Regions from separate parts of the Hordeum vulgare genome. Here region 2 is linked to region 1. A link is a contact called in public Hi-C data. All regions are on one chromosome and are shown on one strand. The core of a region is the stretch at or near the end of the contact, and the rest is flanking DNA. Distances in the headings are between cores, read along the strand shown.

Evidence for each region. Hi-C and Micro-C count contacts between places; a contact is called where the count stands out from the background.
Region 2: a contact with region 1 is called in a Hi-C map of leaf, with 3 times the contacts expected there. The contact joins two enhancer-like sites. A contact is called at or near these places in 1 of 6 Hi-C or Micro-C datasets (leaf) and 1 of 1 datasets of contacts at active chromatin or transcription factors (embryo).

Annotation. Positions count from the first base shown.
Region 1 is chr2H:160,164,123-160,166,874 of MorexV3_pseudomolecules_assembly, forward strand. No RefSeq gene overlaps it. Among protein-coding and RNA genes, the nearest start is that of LOC123429839, 3.7 kb to the left of the region's middle. Within about 2 kb of position 1,274, at least 1 of the 3 cell types and tissues checked has open chromatin away from gene starts, as enhancers often do. A contact at or near this core is called in leaf, where this site is marked.
Region 2 is chr2H:161,108,441-161,111,644 of MorexV3_pseudomolecules_assembly, forward strand. No RefSeq gene overlaps it. Among protein-coding and RNA genes, the nearest start is that of LOC123429843, 92 kb to the left of the region's middle. Within about 2 kb of position 1,306, at least 3 of the 3 cell types and tissues checked have open chromatin away from gene starts, as enhancers often do. A contact at or near this core is called in leaf, where this site is marked.

The sequences.
Region 1 (2,752 bases), core at 24-2,523:
GTGGCTGGAAGAAGGCAGGCTGGAAAGGGCAACGAACCAAGCATGAGAAGACAAGTCGTACGAAGAAATGAGAAATGGCATGCATATGTTGGTTGAATCAAGGTACGAGGATAGCAAGAGTAAGATTACCTCATCCTCTTGTCAAGATAGACATTAGCTATCCGATGGGAACGTTCTTGGCGTGCATGCTTGCTGGGGGGACGGGTACATTTCTTGACGTGCCTCCTCCGTCGGAAAGGAGCAAAGCTGACCCGGATGCAAACAATCAAATAAAGAGAAATTGATTAGTAAGTTACAGCGTGATCATGGATTACCACTTGACAGTGATGCGCACGGTGTGTGTGCCTGTGTGTGTGCGCATACCCGAAGCCGATGGGGAGTATGTTCTGCGGACCCATCAGGCCGTCCGGCAGTAGCAGCCTGTGTTTGAATTCTGGAGTCCTGTTAGCCAAGTCCCCGACGATCTCTGCTGCTTTAGCCCACGTGGGTCTCCAGTCCCGAGAAAACCTACCGATTCACAGAGCCAGAGGAGTAGTGCTATGACTAAGGAATTTGCTTGATCTGTATATTGCGAGAAAAAGGGAGGGGTCCCATATGAAATTAGTGCTTCAGATACCTGGCTACTTGCGACTGGAATAAACGGTGCGCGCGAAGAAACTTGACGAGGACAGAGGCCTCCAGGCTGGGCGTCGAACAGGGGTCCAGCGGCGAGAAGCGAGGGAGGATGTAATCCAAGGCTTCAGTCCACTGGCCCTGGGACACGCACGAGGCGCACCAGATGGACCACGCAAATGTAGGTGTTTGTGTGCTTCAACATCCTGCATCATGCATTCCGTTGATCAGCGAGCAGGGTGGATCAAATCACTGGCAATGCGAAAGAAGGGCTGCGGGTGCATACGCGAAGAAGGTGGAGCCGTAGCCGTGGAGCCAGAGGAAGGTGAGGAGACGCCGGTAACGGAACTGCCTAACACAAGGGTACTCTCCAGGGACAAGCAACGGCAACTTCTGGCCGCACTCCGCCGCTCGCGTCGTCGCCGTCATTATCGACGGTCGCCGATTTGGGACCGGCGATTGGGTTTGGGTCTGGCTTCGGCTTCGGGGACCGTCGCCGATTTGGGGCTGGGAAATAGGTTTGGGGTCAAGTAACAAGGGCGAGGAGGGAGGGAAGGAGGAGGGGGCGTGGTGGTGGGTGGTGGTGGGACCAGCGCATTAAAGGCACGGAAAACTTGCTCACTGTTCGCTCGTTAAAAAAACTCATCCCCTTTTTTAAAAGAAAAAACATCGTTTTTTTGAGAAAAAATGAAAAAAAATCCGTTCTGGTACACTATCTCACCCTTGTGCATTTTAAAACCGACTAGCCCATTGCAACGGAAAATATATTTCATAATCTTCACTGCTCATGATCATACTTTGCTGCATTATCGAGATACACTATTACTCTTAATTTTTTGAAATCATTAATAATTTTAAATTTTGAAATAGTGAACATTTTACAAATTCGTCAACACTTGTACAAGTTTCTGAACATTTTTTAAAATCAAGAACATTTTTAAATTCATGAACATTTCATACTATCTGCAAACATTTTCCAAGGATTGTAAACATTTTTATAAAATAAATCATGAATTGGTGAACATTTCTATAATCGAGGAACATGTTTTTCTAAATTAGTAAAAATAAATTTTAGATGCACTATTGTTTTTTAATTTAAAGAACATTTTTTAAAATTTAACAAACTTTTTTTATATTCATTGCCATCTGTTATGAATGATTAAACTATTTTGTAAATCATAAATATTTTTGAATTTTTGGATATTTTTTCTTTGATGATTTTTTTTGAATTGGCAATTAATTTTTCATTTATTGATCACTTTCTCATAAAAGAATTTTTAAAATAAATCTTGATTTTTTTATTTCACGAAAAATTGTTTTCAAATATACGAACATTCTTTGAATAAGAAATATGTTTTACAAAATCACAAGCATGTTTTCAGTCCACAAACATTTCATGATTTATTAAACATTTTGTTTTAAAATTCTCAAATGTTTTAACTTTCAAATCCTTTTTAAAGTCCCAAATTATTTAAAGTAGAACAAAATAAAAATATGAAGGAAAAAAGTAAAAAATAAAAAAACAGGCTGCCCAGACATGGGCCGACCAAAATGGGCGCGCTACGTCTTCTTCTAAGACGCAGAGCAAAGTATAGGAGGTCCCTGCTCCATGGATCGTCCTGGGCGAGGGATTTCCCTGTGTGAAATGTTTTTTATCACTTATATGTGGCATTGTTAGGTAGTAATTTATACCTTTAGGGACAGTTTTTATGACGTACCGCCACAAACAATAGCCCTGTATTATTAGGTAGAGATACTAACAAATATACTGCAATAGTTGAACCGAAAAATTTACGGTTTTTATGGTTTCTGATTTTTGGTACGGTACGGAATTTCCTAACCGTTTTGAATTTCAGCTTTTATGGTATACATATGTCAAAAAACTGAATATGTCTAATGTCATATCAATGAATTTGAATGGGACTGTTTTATTCCAGAACACGCAAAGCTTGTGTACTATTGCATTGATAAAAGAAGAAGTTAAAAGAGTACATGGCGTGGTACAACACATGGCACGAATGCAAAAGGCGTGAACATGGTGCCCAAAACAGAGGGACATGAGACACTCGATCCAAAGAAAAACAAAGTAAACTCATTGACCAAAGACACGGTCCGACCAACAAATGGACGACCGACGTCA
Region 2 (3,204 bases), core at 56-2,555, 940 kb after region 1:
CCTTTGATTAACCGGATATATACTTCATGAATCTCCGAATAGGATCGTCTGGTGTTAGCCTACCCGGTAGAAACCCAGACCGCTAGAAAAACCACTCTCGAGAGTATTCCGCTACTTCTATGCGAGCGCAGGGAACTAGCCTGGACCTGACAGAGCTCAAGGCTTGCCAAGTGCGGTACCGCGGGAGCTATTTTGCTATTTTTGCATTAAGTGATTTAAGAGGGATCAATTGTTTGGTCCATGAGTTGTCACCAAAAAGAGAAATCATAAGAGAAGAAAAAGGGACAAGCGAGGAGTCAATCTCGTGATCCTAGGATCTTGTTAGCCACTATGTTAGCTTCCCATCTTGAGATACCAAACCTACTTAGCAGGAAAACATCTAGCTTTTCTTTTTTTATATACTTTCTTTGGTTTCTTTTATTTTTCTTCTTCTCTCTTTTCTTTTCATTCTTTCTTGCATTTTGTTTCTTCTTTTTTGTTTTCTTGCATTTGTTTCTTTTCCGTCTTTTAGTTTGGTTTTTTTACTTCTCCATTCTTTTTGGTATTTTCTCACGTTTGTTTTCGTTTTCAATCTACATTTTTGAATATGTCAAAAACAGATTTTAGTAAGTGATCAACATTTTTTTGTGTAGACGTTCAACATTGTACGAGCGCTTATGAAAAATAATTATGTACTTGTTTAACATTTTAATAGTTATTTGATATTTTTCAAATACATGTTCTTCATTTTTTAAATAACCGTTCAAATTTTTTAAATACCAATTAAATATATTCAAATATTTGTGCAACATTTTTAATACTTATTCAACATTTTCAAACACTTGTTCAACACTTCCAATACTTATTCAACATTTTCAAATACTTTTTCATCATTATTCAAATACTTGTTCACCATTGTTTTAGACAAGATCAATATTTTATCATATACTTGATCAATATTACTCCAATAGTTGTTCAACATTTTTAATGTATCTGTTCAAAAAATTTCAAATACTTGTTCAATATCTTTTTTCAAATGATTGGTTAAAAAATTTATATACAGGATCAACATTTTCTAAAATACTTCTTCAATATTTTTTAAATACCCATACAACAGTATTCAAATACTTGTTCACCATTTTTCAAATAATTATTCAACATTTTTTTAATGTTTCAATAGATTTTTTTTATTATATATACATTTATAATATTTTAAAGTATAAACAAAAGTAAAAAGGGATCAAAAGCGTAAAAACGAAAAAAGAGGTTGTGGCCTCCCGTGCTGATGGGCTGGCTCATCTAGGTCCAAACTTTAGCGAGGGGTTACTCCGCTCTAGGGGAAGGCGAGAAACATAGGGGACCCCGTGTAGTACGACACACCGTGCACCGGCTTCATAGCTTCTTGGGCCAATTGTTTCATCGGCCCGAGCCGCTATAATTCAGGTTATTTCTGTGGGCTGCATGATATTTAACACGTGACAATTCTAATATCTCTCAAACGCATACACGTACATTCTTGCTATGGTGAAGGAGTTCTTAATGCTCCTCCAGGGGCGCGCCTATGTATCGCCATACGCGAGGCGGATGAAAGCGCTCGCTCTACATCGCCTAACACATGTCACCTAAAGTCAACGCAAGCGTGAAGTTTTCCTCGAGCTTGTTACGTTTTAGAGAAATGAGATTTTGATAGGATGAGATACACACCACAAGTGGAGAAAGACAGCGTGTAATCGCTTAAATTCAATGCACGCATGCACCATGTGAGTGGTTGCATTCTCTTTCAATCTTTTCACCTTTTGTCCATTTTCACAAATATGTTAAGAAATCTATAAAAAATTTGGACTTGCCTAAAAAATGTTCATATAGTGTAAAAAAAATAAAAAATCATGAATATGAAAAGCAAAATTAATTATGCACTTGAAAAAATGTTTCTAACATATAACAAAGATATAAAATGTGTACCAAATAAAGTAAACTTGAAAAGGATTTTCTATCATTGCTTATGATGGAACTAGTTAAGGGTTTTGACGGTGTAGCAGTTTAAAAAATCTAGAAAAAAAACTTAAAGAACAAGCTTATAATATAACATGATTCAACGGGGCAATTGAAAAATATGAATGTATGTATCCTGGACCGAAATAATTGTTTTTCGCCGAGTACACATAAATGCATATTTTCACGATCCCTCCATTGGATCATCTTATTACATTAGAGTTATGCCTATCTTTTTACATATTTTTGATAAATTTTTGACCTTTAAAAATATATCGAGCATTAACAAGTTTTGACGTAAATATATAACGAAAATATTATTTATGTATTTACGAAATCTTAATTTCGTAAAAACATTGTTCCTGGTGTGTACAGAAATTATACAGCGTGTATGGAAAGAGTAGACATCAAAACATATATTTCAAAAAATGTTAATTATATATTTTGCATAATGGTTAAACTTGTATACAACAATTGTTGCTGATATACATGAACAAATAGTAGACATCAAAACATATGTTTGTAAAAACTGTTAATCATGTATTTAGAAATTGTTTATACAACAGAAAAAAATATTTTCATAGTTTTATTAAATATTTTGTGCCGCTAATTGTTTAACATGTATTCATGTTTCCTCCGAACATGTAATTGAAATAATATGTATTATATATTTGAAAATGTTCAACATGCAAGAAACAATTATGCACGTGTATATGAAAAAGGTACAATGTGTATTGAAAAGACTAGACACCTGTTGGAAAGCAGAAAAAAATGGTAAAATTGAAAAAAATGAGAACCGAAGAAAAGATGTGAAGAAAAACAGAAGAATGAAAGAAGATTGTTTAAAGAAACATAGAAAAAAATCAAAGAAAACCATAAGAACAGAACAAAAAAAGTGAGTGCTTCTAAAACCGAACAAAAATGTAAAGAAAAACACAGAAAAAATAAACAGAATCCTGGGAAAACCAAGGAAAACTGATGAAAACCTACGAAAAAGGTAAAGGAAAAAAATGTTTTGTTGAAAACCAGACTGCAAACGAAAAAAACGTTCTTTTTTTTTACACACTGTCGCTAAGATTTATTTATGTCACGACAATGTTTACAGGAATGGAAAAACGTCCTTATAGATACTGCATAGCGAGTTAATGAAGTGATTACTCAGCCGGCCCATTTGCAAGTTCTCTTGAGGCGAGACGTACTTATGAGTTAGCATGAGCAATACATAGCCCTAGC